Regions from separate parts of the Zea mays genome. Here region 2 is linked to region 1. A link is a contact called in public Hi-C data. All regions are on one chromosome and are shown on one strand. Each heading gives the region's core, a stretch centred on a gene start, on an enhancer-like site or on the middle of the called end of the contact. The rest is flanking DNA. Distances are from core to core; before and after follow the strand shown. Region 1 holds the start of LOC103641904 (cationic amino acid transporter 6, chloroplastic). Region 2 holds the start of LOC100285441.

Evidence for each region. Hi-C and Micro-C count contacts between places; a contact is called where the count stands out from the background.
Region 2: a Hi-C map of ear shows a contact between it and region 1, with 1.8 times the contacts expected there. The contact joins the promoter of LOC100285441 here to the promoter of LOC103641904 in region 1. A contact is called at or near these places in 2 of 25 Hi-C or Micro-C datasets (ear and tassel).

What each region holds. Positions count from the first base shown.
Region 1 is chr10:136,641,767-136,649,713 of Zm-B73-REFERENCE-NAM-5.0, reverse strand. It overlaps LOC103641904 (cationic amino acid transporter 6, chloroplastic), which reads left to right and starts at 4,415. Exons shown (of 5, transcript XM_008665213.4): 1 at 4,415-5,198; 2 at 5,453-5,675; 3 at 5,991-6,321; 4 at 6,408-6,639; 5 at 7,325-7,947. The coding sequence starts at 4,841. The coding sequence ends at 7,863.
Region 2 is chr10:137,063,416-137,071,362 of Zm-B73-REFERENCE-NAM-5.0, reverse strand. LOC100285441 reads right to left here and starts at 4,819. Exons shown (of 3, transcript NM_001158334.1): 1 at 4,633-4,819; 2 at 2,835-4,149; 3 at 1,148-2,260. The coding sequence starts at 4,021. The coding sequence ends at 1,390. It overlaps LOC100282795 (ubiquitin carboxyl-terminal hydrolase isozyme L3), which reads right to left and starts at 387. Exons shown (of 9, transcript NM_001155701.2): 1 at 276-387; 2 at 38-157. The coding sequence starts at 326.

The DNA.
Region 1 (7,947 bases), core at 3,166-5,665:
AGGAATAAAATGGATGTACACTTTACATTGCAACAGGAGTTACATATTAAATCACCTCAAGGTTCCATTCAACATTCATTTACGCAAAGGCGATCAGCGGTCTAATAATAAACACTTGAAACTTGAGTATTAATTTATGTAAACTTGATCAGCGATCTAATAATAAAACGCTTGTTGAACTTTAGCACTCATTTATGAGAAGTTGATCATCCATTTATCATAGTAAGAGAATCTAGCCATTCAGCGATGGCCGTTGGGTTCAGAATTATGAAGAGGATGTGAGTGCGTGCAAGATTCGAAGACTGCATAAGCTTTCTACTTCTGTTTTTTAGCAAAGCATCAGCGTTCTACGTACCTTTTTTTTAGAAAATCTTCAGCGTTCTACTAACTATTTGCTCATGTACTTTTGGGCTAGCCCAAGACAAAAGCTGTCTGCTTAAAGCTCTAGGTCCAGTCCAATACACGTATCGACAGCACATAGCCGCTAGGGCCCTTTGCCGTCGGAGGCCTGAAGCGGACACCTCCCCTCGCCGTACCCCAGAGCCGGGCCTATCAGGCTCATGGGCCAAGGCATAGGAACGCACTTATGTTAATCTGGTCTCAAGTTTTGGTTTCAACCCAAAATAGTAAAAATTGAATTAAAACCAGCCCAGACCAGAATTGGCTGGTGATGAGCTCATGGTCCGGAAATATTTCCCTGTCTATGCGACTGGCAACAGCGAGGTCGCCGTCTCAGACTATTTTTATTGTGCTACAACAATTCGGGTTTTCTTCTGTGAGCATTTTTTCCTTATGCAAGAACATATATAATCGTTCCCAGTTGACAAATGACAACAGGTGTTTTCAACCCGAGAAGCTGTTCGTTTTTTATCTCAATCAATATAGATTGGAGGGGGATTAGATGTTTAAATCCATAGCAAGTCAAAATGTCTTCTAATTTTTTCAACCCTTCCAATCTATATATATGACATAGAAATAACGGAAAGGCCCGAACAAATGGGTCACTGGAAAATGTGGAAGGATTTTTTCCCCCGTCGAGTAAAGGCATTGTTGGTAACTTATCTATTCTCCATTGCTTAAGCGATACTATATCTTTTAGTTAGAGAAATAAGTTGCTGCAAATCCCTTATCATGTAATACTATTGTGATTTTCAGAAATGAGTGAAACTCATCTAGTAAAAAACACATAAAGAAAGACAGAGAATGAACATCTATCTATCAACTAAGTGCCACTCTTGCCCACTTTCTACATACATATCCCTCACACGTCTACTTATAAGCACTGCATTGCAATACAGAATCCACAACATCTCTGACCTAGAGCCTAAATAAATCTCAACACATTACAATATGCAACATGCATCTTGATCTTAATTACATCTACACCTGTTTGTGAAAGTGGCATGCCCATATGGACCTGTTTGTGAAAGTGGCATGCCCATATGCCCAGTTAATTTGGCTACAATATATAGTATACGATATAGTGTGCATTGTATACGTACCCCTATTCCAAAAGGCAGGCTAATAGGGACCATCAAGAATGCCTACACACCTGTAGCATCTAATAACCTAGGCCTCACCTTTGATTAGTAAGATGATTCCATCTCCGATCCGTGCAACCCCTACAACGAACAGAAGGATTAACAATTGCAGAGTCGCCTCATCTTTCTTTCGAGGCCATCATTAGTGGCAGCCTATGTACGCAGTACGCATATGCGTGCGTGCGTGCTCTTCTTTCTCCAAAAACCCCTTATAGTGCCAGCAGATGCTATGCTACGAGGCATCCAAGGCGAACGAATTGTCCCTGTGCCGGCCGGCGCTGCATACGGTCGGGATCAGGCGGATCGATCGATATCTGCTGCTCCTTGTTCCTGCAACCTTTTAACAGCCGATCTCTTTTTTTTCTGGAGTATTGTATGTTGCGTCGTTGCGCGCGCAAAGCTGTTTCTTGTAGCAGTACGCTCTTGATGCTTTCATGCAGTACTAGCTAGTTCGTCTGTATGGAGTATATCTTTTCAGAGCTCCAGGCTAATCATTTTATGCTCTCTGAATCTTTGACTATTCAGGACGTCGCCTGGCCTCTCTTTCAAGCCGTCAGATCATTGGTGCTATCCTCGTATGTTATCTTTCTACAGAGATCGCGTTCTCGGAAAAGCTCGTCGAGGTTCCCTTGGAAGAAAGGAACGAAGCCGATAAGGGCCGGTTGGATCAGAGAATACGTTTACTACTCACTTTCAGAGCAGTTTCTAATAATACTCCCGATGTCTCGATCGTCTAACGCCTGACATGCCTCTTTTTCACAGTCTCTCCTAGGAGAGGAATCAGTCCAAGCCAAGCTTCTCTACACTCCCAAGCAAGTAAACCCAAACTCACATTCACAGTCTCGGCCACAAAATTAATCTTTAATCCCAAACATAAAAGACCATACATGGGAAAGAGAGAGAGAAGAAGAAGAAGAAAAGTCATATAGCCGCAGCCTCTAGCTACATCAGGCTTGAATACAGCGTTCCTTCTTGTAGTCACTAAGCTGGTGTGTTCCCCTAAACAGTACCTGTAAACACGTTTTAGGTTTGCATTTATTTGTAAAAAACAATCATTTCTCGCTAATTTTCCAAGTGACTTTACCTAATTACTGGGTTCAGGCGGATTTGTTTCAGAATGTTGCAATCCTATTGATTTTTTACATATAACGTCCGCTAATTTATAGAGGTTATTTCTGCATTTTCTCACCTTTCGCTTCAGCTCTGGCATTTGGTGCTGTTTTAATTGGAAGTTGGTAGCTCAAAACATATATCTTCAGGCGGATAAAAGATAAGGCTGTCCGCACTCGAAAGCTGTAAAGCATGCGCTACCGGATACAGTTAGAAATGCAGTAAAAATCTGCTGCAACGTTGCACCTTACCGCCCACCTTAAATTAAAGGAAGACATGAAAAACGCTACTTCTAGAGCTACTCCAAATCTCCCTCCTCCCGTCATGGAAACTTGTGCGCTGACAGCGTGAGGCGATGTGGCTGTACGTGTGTGGTAGCATGGTAGAAAGAAATAATATAATATGTGGTAGTTGGTATAGAGTTGAGATATGAAGTAGATATGACTGCGGAGAATTGTAGTATAGAGTAAAGAATTTTGCTGACTAGGACAGAATATTCCTTTTAGAGTAGAAATTTAGAGTTATATGAGTGCGGATAGCCTAACAACCTGGAGCAGCGCCTGCAGCTTCTTGGGTTTTTTTTTTTTTGTTGAAGTAATCACAGCTAGCAGCCTGCAGATGACAGTGCCTGATGAGGCATGCTCTCCGCGGAGGGTCAATCACATGTCAACACGTCGCCATGGTCCTGCACCTGCTGTTGCCTAATAACATGGTCATCAGTAGTATATTGATGGTCTCCTTGTAGGGCTCATGTAGATTTGACCTCACACTCTGCTTTCCAGCAAAGCACGATAATAAATCTTACCTTCAAGGCTAGATCACATTCACATATGAAGGGTACGAGAATCTGTGCTCTACGTGACCACATCCTAGTACAGATTTCATCGCCATTTATAAACAGCGACAAGATCCACTACACGCATTTACCTGCTGGAGCCTGGATCCCTGTGCGGCTGTGCCATGTGTGAGCTTCAGCTGTGGCAACATAGAAAATGCCGGAGCCGTCAGAGACAGCACATTTGCAGATGTACCAACAGCAAAGTACTGGTGTGTGTGAAGACTGAGAGTGTGTTTGATTGAAGAGTCAACTAAAATGAAACCGTTTTTTGTTTGGTCGGAGCGTAGAGAGGAGGAGAGCGCTCGCGTCTAAGGAAGCTCTCGTATCTGGTCATATCTGGTCATTTTAGTGGAACGGGGACTACGGGAGCATTTCAATTATTTATAATAAATTTCTATATAAAGGCTTTAAAAGTCATTCGGTTCCTATTTTTCGAAAATAAACATCCAGAAAATAAGAATAAAGTCGGTCTATTTTTCTCCACTTCTCAACCAAATACACCCTAATTAAATGGAGAAGCGATGAGAGTATGTGCCTGAATCTGCAACCATATATTTCATCCAAGTAAAAATGAATCCGAACAACGAAACAACCTAGCATCTTTCGCCTCAAGGTTTTCAAACTTGCATTGTCTGAGAAGTGGGACAAGAACAGCAGCATTTCGCGTCGCGCTGCAGCCTGCAGCTAGAAAAGCCTCCCAGCAACTCCAGCTGTGTTGGCATGTGCGCGCGCTGATCTGCGTATAGTGTTTTTTGGGGGCGAACATGCACATGACTCACGCACGGCACGGATGAACGGCGTCCACCTGGCATCGGACAGGAACGAGCACACACTGAGCTCCAGCGGTCGCTCGCTGCAGCCTGCAGGGGAGAGCGAGCAGCAGCAGGAGACATGCACTTAATTCTGAAGCTGCTGCTCCCCCATGCGAGCTAGATACTCTCCATTAGCCAGTAGCTAGGCAAGGTTCCCCCCCAGTTAAGTTACTGACGGACACAAGCATCCATCGTCTACTGCTAGTGCTGGTGCTGGCCTGCTGGATTGGCTAGCTCGCTCGCGTGGGTGAGGCCAGTACGCCAAAAAGCTGGACAAGCGCAGAGACTTCATTGCCCACCGTCCGAGTGGCCATGAACTTGAATGCCCTCCTCCTCTCTTTCTCGTATAAATAGTAGCCGCGAGCTCGATTCGATCGTCCCCGGCTACGTCCACCCAGGCCCAGCCACAGATGAAGAAAGCGCAAGCCACCAGGAGGAGCTAGCAAAAGAAGGAGGAACGAAGAGAAGAGAGAAATTAACAGCTCGAGAGAAACGGAGCTAGATAGTAGCAGGGGCGCTGCTCGCTAGAGGCCGTTGATATGGCGCTTCGCGACGTGCTGCTGTCCATAGCGCAGACGCCGCACCGGCTGCGCAGGAGGGCGCTGGTGACGTGGACGCCGACGCAGGAGCTGAACGAGGTGCGGGACCGGTCCGGGGCGCGCATGAAGCGGCGGCTGGAGTGGTACGACCTCGTGGGGCTCGGCGTGGGCGGCATGCTCGGCGCGGGCGTCTTCGTCACCACGGGGAGGGTGGCGCGCGACACCGCGGGGCCCGCCGTCTTCGCGTCCTACGTCGTCGCCGGCGTCTCCGCGCTGCTGTCGTCCTTGTGCTACGCCGAGTTCTCCGTGCGCGTCCCCGTCGCCGGCGGCGCCTTCAGCTACCTCAGAGTAACGTTCGGTAGGTTAATAATTACGACTCTTTCATTTCCTCTCGCGCCATGGTTTCACGCTGCTACTGTACGTTTAAAAGGAAGGAGGAATCACTTGAATCAATTAATGAAACGTAACGGTCAGATATATGTGTACCGTAAATTAAAAAAATGTGTTCATGTCCTAATTAATAATAAAGGACAGGTACTTAATAAAAGTGGACAATGCAAAGCAAAACCCTTCTATGAATATGATCCTTCCTAGCTAGCTACATCTTGTCAGGCGAGTTCGTGGGGTTCTTCGGCGGAGCGAACATTCTGATGGAGTACGTGCTGTCAAACGCGGCGGTGGCGAGGAGCTTCACGGACTACCTGGCATCGACGTTCGGGGTCACGGAGCGCAACGCGTGGAGGATCGTCGTCGACGGCATCGCCGACGGGTACAATGAGCTGGACGTGCCGGCCGTCGCGCTCATCCTTCTCATAACCGTATGCCTGTGCTATAGGTAACAAATTAATAATGCATGTAGACCATTAACTTGTGCCTTTTATAGTCGTCTGTCCTTTGAGACTGTCATTAGTGATATATATAGGGTTCTGTGTTCTTACTTCCTGTATTTTATGATGGGCACAGTAGTAGTACAAATTCTGTGCATGACTTGCTATATCAATGCGATGACACAAAAACACATGGATACATTACATACTAGTAGCTTGTTCTCTGGCTGCTGTTGATTTTTTTTTAAAAAAAACACGCTTTGCAAAAAGATAGTATTAGCATCATTGACCAGACCGATTAAATTCGCAACTGCTGCACGCAGCACCAAGGAGAGCTCGATGCTGAACATGGTGCTCACGGTGTTCCACCTGCTCTTCTTCGCCTTCATCGTCGCTGCCGGCCTGTGGAACGGCAGCGCGAGGAACCTCGTGCGGCCGCACGGGCTGGCCCCCTACGGCGTCCGCGGCGTCCTGGACGGCGCCGCCGTCGTCTACTTCAGCTACATAGGCTACGACTCGGCGTGCACCATGGCCGAAGAGATCCGGGACCCCTCCCGCGCGCTCCCCGTCGGCATCGCCGGCTCGGTGCTCGTCGTGTCCGGGCTCTACTGCCTCATGTCCGTCGCCCTCTGCGTAATGCTGCCCTACACCGAGGTGGGTGACCATGCATGCGTACGCACTCCTGGCCGGTCGCTCGGTGCCTAGATAAGCTAGATGTTCTCGCCTCACCGTACGTGCAGATATCGGAAGCCGCCCCGTTCTCGTCGGCGTTCAGGGAGAAGGTGGGGTGGAGGTGGGCGAGCAGCGTGGTTGGCGCCGGCGCGAGCATCGGCATCGTGGCGTCGCTGATGGTGGCGATGCTGGGGCAGGCCAGGTACCTGTGCGTCATCGCCAGAGCGCGTCTCGTGCCGTTGTGGTTCGCCAAGGTCCACCCTTCCACAGGCACCCCCATGAACGCCACCATCTTTCTAGGTATACACACAACAAGAATGCAGATCTTTTTTGCAAGAAAGATGATACACCAGCGACGACCCGTGTTATAATTTTGCAGTAAAGTTGCAGTCGTACATGCCGGGTAGCTTGAAAATATTTTCTGCAAGTCCAGATATCAGCACTATTGAGTACAAATGTTTTTAACTTTTAACTCCCAAATGGTTGGAATGGTGACATAACTAGTGTTAAGAGAACTATATACAAAATAAAATACATCGTTCCCAAGAAAAAGCAGATCAAGAGAACTATATACATGTGTATGTGTAGAAAAAGGGACAAGCAAGCAGTAGTAGTAAATATAATAGTTAAAGTCATAAGCTTATGAATCTTAAGATAACTTATAAAATAAACCTAGTCTAGACCAAGTGAGCCATATAATAAATAAGCTGCCCTCTTGCCCTAGATTAGCTTCACTTTTGCTTTGATGCTCTGATATGGACTTCCAATATCGAGGGGCAGAGTCCACATAACAAGCATTGTTTTCCATGATTGAGTTATTGTTTCTATAGTTAGAGCAGGTTATTAAGATCAGTATACATTAGCTATAGTTAGAGCAGGTTGATGAATGCTCTGATATCCATAGTCACAGACGTGTCACTAGAGAATACAGAGCCCCCCTTTTTTTTGCAATACATTCTTACAGCCTAGCGCTTTCTTTGCCCAGGGTTCTGCACTGCATCATTAGCACTCTTCACGGAGCTGCAAATAGTGTTCGAGATGATATCCATCGGAACCCTGCTGGTCTTCTACTTGGTCGCCAATGCACTAATCTACCACCGGTACGTGAAGGTCGGCACAAACCGGCCCCTGCATGTCCTCCTCTTCCTGCTGCTCCTCACCCTGAGCTCTCTCGGCTTCTCCCTCTCGAGGAAGATCGATGGGTGGTGCCAGTGGGGGATGACACTGTTCGGCGCAGTCTCCATAGCAATCACCACCATCTTCCACTGCACAGCACGGCAGGACATCGCCGGACCCTCGTTGGAGTGGTCGGTTCCTCTGATGCCATGGCCTGCCGCTGCATCTGTCTTCCTGAATGTGTTCCTGATAACCACTCTCAAGGTGAGATCATACCAGAGGTTCGGCATCTGGAGCCTTGTGACCATAGTTTTCTATGTCTGCTATGGGGTGCACTCCACATACTCTGCAGAAGAAAATGAGATTGTCAATGCAATGATCCATCATGCAAATTTGGACATATCTTAGCAGTGGCAGGTTAATTATATGCCAGAAGTTACATTAGAGCTCAATAGATTGGCAATTAGGCCATCTTGGAGATGGTCCTAGGCC
Region 2 (7,947 bases), core at 3,570-6,069, 420 kb before region 1:
GTAGGGCGCCAGCCGCCAGCCATGAATCGAGAATCACCTGGGGGTAGAGAAGTAGGACCGCGAGCACCGGCTGGGGCACCATGGCGAGCAACTCGTCATCGAGGCCGTACACGTCGCAGAACCCCACGTCCTCGGGGACCCCCAGTCCCCACATGAACTACACCGATCGTGCAGGGAACGAAAGGGCGCCGTGAGCGAGGAAGGCCAAGGGGCCGAGTGGGAACGAGCCGTGAGGTATCAAAACTCAGAACAGATGAGGGGATGGGTGGGTGTACCTGGTTCATGACGTCGGGGTTGGCCTCGAGGGGAAGCCATCGCTTCACCATGGCGACAGGCGCGGCGCGCGCCGGAGGAAAGGAAGGCGGAACTTCTGTGAGTAGGTAGGTGATGGCGGCGGCGATTTTGCGAGGCGAATCGGGCGCTTTTTGTTAGTACGCTTCAGTTGCTAGTTTGTTCCCATTTTTCAGACGCTCTCGGTTATAGTGTATTTTTTTTAAAAAAAAAGTCGAAATTTTGGTTACTGATGATGAATGAATATTGCGAATTTCGCCACGCCATGAAGTGCGTCCGATCCAATTTAAATACGAGAGCTACAGAGGCGTTCTTCCTCTAAAATGAACTGAAAGTTGCTATGCCTTTCGCAGTCTCCAATGCTGAACTGCGGAGCACGCGCCGGCAGGCAGCACCGGAGCACCCCGATGATTCTTCCACGGCGTGGCGTCTGTTTTCACTTTACAGCGAAGTTACCCAATTGCCCTGCGCCTGCTCTTTCTGTTGCTTTCTTGCGCTGCGGTTTTTTTCAAGTTCGCACAACGGCATTCCGCCCGTGGTGGATAACAATGACACGGCCGGCCGGCAAACCCTCGCGTGATCGGCTCATCAATGACATCGGTGGGCAAGGCAGCAACTGCTCGCGACGCCATCAACACAGCTCGGCCCGTTGGCCGGTCACGCCACACAGCTCCTTCCCAGAGCACCAAACGTCGTCTGGTTCTGCACGTGTGCGCCCCAGACGAGCACAGATCGGCAAGAGCAGGCGTTCGTATCGCGGCGGCGAGCTCACGCGGAGTACCAGTCCCGGACTCATCAAGGGTCCAAGGCAACAGGAACAGATGCATTGCATAAACAAGGAGGAAAGGGCCTTCTTAGCTGCTTTTCAGGTTTGCTGCAAATTGCAATGCATACTCTATACATAGTTCCATACATAAACTCGAAATGTGCCAAAGCAGGCAAATGGCAACACACACCTACCTAATTTTGGTCGATTCAAACCTGACAATTGTGCATCGACGGCGAGGCACAAATCACCATATCGAATCACACAAACATCAAAACCGACCATACACGGACAGTACGCAAACAATAGCTGCCACTGGGCACGCACTGCTCTTAAAAGAACTCAAAGTCCAGGTATTTTCCGGCCGACTTCACGTCTGCTCCGACTACCCGCTTGCTGTTGCTCCCGATCGCCTCCGCCACCCCATACTTCACAGGCAGCTCGGCCTCAACAGGCCTCGGGACCTCGGGAGGAGTGCTGCACCGGATGAGAGCCCAGTTCACACCCTCGAAGAAGGCATGCTGCTTTATCTCTGTCGCTCCCCGCTTCACGCCCAGGCGGCTCTGCGGCTCCTTGACCAAGAGCCCACGGATGAGGTCTCTGCTCGAGTAGCTTGTGGACGGCGACTCCGGAAATTTCAGTTGCTGGCCTACCACGTTGAACAGGGTGGCGCGGTTCCCTGACCCCTTGAACGGGGTCTTGCCGTACAGCAGCTCATGCAGGAAGATGCCGAAGGTCCACCAGTCGACAGCGCTTCCGTGCCCTTCGCCTTTGATGATTTCAGGGGCCAAGTATTCATGGGTCCCGACAAATGACATCGACCGAGCTGATGTTGGCTCGGCAACAAGCTCGGGCAGGGTGCCGGCGTTATGTCCCAACTCAGACCTTGCCTTTCGAGTCTTCTTCTTGCTCTTCTGTCCGAAGAATTTGGGGAGGAAGCACGCAGGCTGGATACAAGCTGAAGTAGGTTCTATGCAAGCAGGCTGTACACAGAAAGAACCACCTGCTCTTCTGGGATCAGAATCGAAAGCTGATGTTCTGATGAGTGTAGGTGAGACTGCACATCTCAGCGAGAGGTCAAAGTCTGAAAGCATTATGTGCCCATCATCGCGCACAAGAACATTTTCAGGCTTCAGATCTCTATAGACCACTCCCAACATGTGTAGATACTCCAGAGCTAGAAGTACTTCTGCGGCATAAAACCTGCACAGAATCAGGGCACTCCATGATACTGCTTACGGCTTCTATAAGGCTACTCAGCATGACTAACTACTGTTGAATTATCGCACAAATGAAACAAAGCTAAGAGTCTAACATGGCATAATATCTCTCTTACTTGATGCTACTCATCAAATGGGCCCTGCTGTACAAATTTTACTCCACTAATGAAGGAAACATTTTAGGATACCTAACCAAGTGCACTTTGTTCTCTACACATCACTCATAAAAGCTATTAGACTCTATTCGGGAATTTGTAGAGAGCATATCTGAACAAAGTTAGATTCTTCACAAAAAGGCCAATAAAACTAGACGGTTAGATTCTCCATAAAAAGCCCAATAAACAAGGATAGTAACACTACCAATAAAACTAGATGGCAAGATTCTCCATAAAAAGCCCAATAAACAAGGATAGTAACATTAGATCACCTTTTTCAATTAAACCAGTAGTAAATTAAATTAACAAGATCCCCAAATGTGAATAGAATTTTCTTTCTGCAGGTGAATGTGCCAAACAAGTTGCATCCTTTGAAGTATAATAGTGTTCAATATAGATTACCTTGCAGCATACTCAGAGAAATGCTTTCCTGGTTGTCTCTGTCGCAAAGTATGCAGATCACCACCTGGACAGAATTCCATCACCAAACAAGAGAACCTGTCGGTTTCAAAATGTGTATACAACGTTGGGAGGAATGGGTGGTCAAGAAGCTGTAGAATCTCCCTTTCAGTTTGAGCCCTATTTAACTTTTTCCTACTTGCCAAGGATGCCTTGTCCATTACCTTCATTGCAAAGTAGCACCGAGTTCCACTTAATTCTGAGAGGTAAACACTGCCAATGTCACCACAACCAAGACGCTTTAGTAGTCTAAAATGGCTCATTCCAAGCACGCTATCACGAGTTCGTACAGCATGAATTGCCTTCCATCTAGGATCATTCCCCTTGTGAGGCTTGCTGGCACCTCCAGTGATGTGGCTCCAGCTGCTGTCATCACTAACAACACTGCTATCACTTGCTCGACTCATGCTGGTTTTTGCACTTTCTAGTAAGTCACCTCGAACACCCTTTACACTCTCACAGTTCCTCTCCACATTGAGCATTGCTTCACCAGCTATGGTCTCGCTTTTATATGTGCTCGTGCAGCTGTTGAGGGTGCTCATAGCAGTGACCACACCCATGCTGTCAATACTACTGTGAGGGCTAACATTGCCACTCGGAGGGAGTGAAGCGTCCCAGACGCACTCCTTCTCCTCCGAGTCCTGAGGCAAAGAGGTAGCCTGAGACGACCTTGCTGTGGTGACTGATGCCACTGCAGAAGCAGATACCTTCCTCTCTTCAGCCATACCTTCAGCACCGCCTGCACCTACCACCAGATTTGCCTTTGCGCCTGTAACACGGATCGAGAGGTCATCTATGAAAGGCCCCTTCACCGAGACTCCTCGCACTAAACTAACCGGTGGCTCGGACTTCTCGTCGATTGCAACATAGACTGTCTTCATGATATCCATGTCAATAGGCTCTGGAGGGTGACTAGCCCCAGAGAAGGAGCTCCGGACACCTTCATCAGAGGAATCCATGCTCCGGAAGCTCTCTTCGCCATCATCTGGCAAATCCGTCTCTTCTTGCTGTTGGGAGTCATTCCCTTCACATGACGCCTTTATAGGTATCGGTGGCTCCGAGCTCTGAACCTTCTGGGCAGTGAGCACAAAAGGGTCTTTGGGCTCAGCAATCTTGTCTACAGCCTCCATTCAGTCTCAGCATAACAAGTGCACAACCACCTACTGGGTCGTTTCTTGACGAATCCCCAAGCAATTCTCTACAGCCACCTGTTTCCTGGCACCCGGTGAGCAGATTTCTGCGCAGACAGCACTCCACCCTACAAGAACCACAAGGATTTCATTGTCTAAAAAAATGGGCGAGGAGCAAGGAGATGAAGGAAACCGTTCGCCTCAATCCAAAGAGTTCCAAGAATCCAACCTGCTTCCAGACTAATTCTGGGCGCCACCAAGCCAAGCAACTCCCGGAAGTAGGACAAACTCCACACTGTGCAAACACGAAAAGTGCCGTTCAATGCTTCAATCCATCGGATTAGACATTACTCTCTTGCGAAAACAACAACCCACCAAATTATTCCTGCGTTGCTTAAATCCCACGACTCCCTCGCCGACGCAAAATCCCAAGAACCACACCTGAAATCCCCCGTTCGCTACCCGGAAAATGCACCCAAACCGCATTCAGAACTTTCCCAGACACACCCAAAAATAACCAGCAAAACCAGCGCATCCCCATCTCCTTCGCAAACAAGAGACGCAACCATCCCGAATCCGAGAAGCTTAACTGAAACGAAAGAAATAGTCACCTCGAATGATGGGAGGTGAAGATCCCGGGGCACTCTCCGTGCTCTTGGCTCCCAATCTTCCACTCGCTTCCCCCACCGCCCACCCCTGCTCCGCTCGTACCAGTCCCCGAGTAACTCCGCATTCGCACGCACTCTCTCTCTCTCTCTCTCTCCTCTCGTGAAGAGGGGAAGTGGAGTGGAGGACAAAAGAAAAAGCGAAAGGCGTGGTAACTGTTGTGGAGCTCTGCTCGGAGTCGGAAGTGGGGGCGTATGATATTTGCTTCCCTTGCTTTTCTTCCTCCTCAGTTTTTACCTCTACAACTAGTTTGGTAACTTTCTTTAAAAGATTTATATTTTATTAAAGAAAATTAAATTATTTTTTGATAAAATTAAGTTGTCAAATTAACCCTTAGAAATTTTAATGGAACGGACAGATTTACTGGTGGAACGCGTGGCTGCTCCGCTGCTATAGCCTATAGCTTGCTACAGCCAGCCGTTTACCGCCGGTAATCACAAGCTTACTTTAGTCTTTTATACTGATCACACAGCTTTGTTTCTTGTAGGTTGTGGTCCTTCTTTTTGTTTTTGTTAAGTCATGTATAATGAGAAGACACCAAAACGATTCTCCAAACATAAGAGATAATTAAAAGACTCAATTATACAATATAGTGTCTATAAATGTAGTCTATTAATAAATACAGAAGTAAATGTGTTTGTACAGCATCGGATCAATAGAACAGACGACAATTTCGTACAATGGAGAGTGACGTGTTTGTTGCTACTTGGGTTACGAGCTAGAGGCGTCTCTTCACGAAGAGATGGCTCCACGATTTTTTTTGCAAATACTCCCTTTAAACATCTCAAGAGTCTCTACATTAAACACCATTGTACATGCCTTTAGACTATATCAGCTTACCCATTCATATATTTATATTTAAATTCTACTTTACGAATAGTACAATCTACAATACAAATAAATACTTTTATGTAAACTATTGATAGATTGTTGCACACATTCTTACGGCTACAGCGAGCCGTTTACTGCGCAAAAACATCAACCCTTGCCGATCATTGAAAAAAAACATGGCTTTCTGTGATGACTTAGGGTGCGTTTGGTTGCGGGGCAGCCAAATCAGGGACGTCCTCTGGTGTCCCCTCTCGTTCCTCCAATTTTGAGAGAGAACACTGAGATAGTACTGTCCTAACCTTTAACTCTGAACCAAACAACCTTATTTGAGGGATCGTCTCATCCCGTCCCGTCCTGTCATTGCAACCAAACACATCCTTAAGCATCTCTAAGTATTAGTTTGGTAACCTTTTTTCTCAAGCGATTTTCAATTTTTCAATGAAAATTAGTTTATTTTCTCTTTAAAAAATAGGAATCATTTAGGAAAATGTTGTTACCAAACTAGACTTAAGAAGGAATTCTAAAACGGAGTCCTAAAATTTGAAATAGGACCATATTTAAGATGTTTAGGGCCTCAAATTTTTTACTCCAACAGTTAGACCTAATAAAACGATATTATTTAAGAAATAAAACATATTATCAGGAAACAATTAGTTATAATTTAGAAAATATTTAGAACCCGAAAATACAAATATTATAATCATTTGGTAAATTTCGTTGTTGAAGGATATTTTATGGTCTCGAACTCTATATTTAAAAATAGGGTCATATTTAGAGCCTCTCTTGGAGACACTATAATAAATGTTATTTAGGCTCTATTTGGTTCCACTTCTAAACTTAAGCTACCTTGAAACTAAATATACCAGCTAATAAACTAGATAAACTTTATCGAGAGTCCAGCTTCTATTATCTCATTATCACAACCACAACTGACAGCTAATATTGGGCCATTGGCTCGTATAACCATTATTTTCACTACTAGTAACACCAAATCAAAAGTTATGCATATCTGGTTCATTATCTAGTGAATCAAATACTACACTGCTAGCTAAACATTAGTTACCTAATATTTTCATTTAAATTTTAGCTGACATAGAACCAAACAGGTCTTAGGATTTATGTGCTCAGTTTTTGGTTAGCTTTGAAGATTAGTATCTGAATCGTAATTCATGTTTGTCCCAACACAATGATCTGTGTTGCCGATTTTAATAAAGAATATTTAATACGTAATTCTTATAGTTATGACAATATATTTTCACCCAAAAAATTTAGCTAAACGTATATTGGAGAGTGGAGACTACATTAATAGTCATGAAATGATAGTTTTTTAATAAAAGTTGATGTATGCTTACGCATTCATCTTATTAAACGTGCCTTCTCCGTTCTTAACATATTCAACTTCAATGAAATATACATAAGAGAATAAGAGATTACTACTGTTTAGGATAAGTAATAAATATTATCAGAATAATTATTAAATATGTTGTTATAAAATATATACATATTTGGAGATATAAATGTCACTAATATTTTTCTATAAATTTAGTTTGACTTTAGAAAGTTTAACTAGCACAAAAATCTAGCATATCCACTGCTCCTAAACAAGCCCCGAGTGTCTGCGACCAAACAAGGCAATGTTTAGCCATCAGCGCGTGAGATTGGTCCAAAGTATATTAAAATTGTTTTTTCTAAATAATTTGCCAAATTTTAACAAGTTTGATTTAGTATAGAACTAAAGTGAATAATGTGAAACTAAAAAATGTCAAACAATACCATTATAATAGAAAATAATGATGTTTCCGAAAAAAACAAATAAGGAAGGTGTCTCTTAATGGTGATATGAGGAACTGTTGGTTTTAATTAGAGGTACGATTCTCACCGAAAGTGAATTGATTGCTGTATTGAAATGTGTCAGGCCATTGGAAGACGTTTGGGCCCGGGTGCTGGACCACGCTGTAACCCCTTTGGGGCTACAGGGGACCCACCTGTCAACATCCCTTCTTGGTCTTGGGACGCTGGCGCCTGGCGCGCTGCGACCGAACGTCCCAGTCACCCAAACAAATGAGCATGCCTATCGAGTGTTGGATGCCGTTTGTAACGCCTAATCGCCTGCCCGCACTTTAATCATGGGTGTGGTTATCGTGCAACTTTAGCGATAAAAGGTCGCTGAATCTTTTATTAGCAGAGCAAAACGAAGCGACAATTCAAGCACCAGATAGTGAGCTGTAGGTTCCAAAACGCATACAGTATTCTTGACGATCTTTAACTCGAGAATTATAGTATGTGGGAGGGGAATGTACTACTTTTTGTTCTACAAGCATTAGATACACTAAAAAACCCCTTCATATAACCTAATGTATCTAAATCTTATATCATATTCAAAACAATCTCTCAAGATACGACTCATTTATGTGGGTTGTATGGTTAGA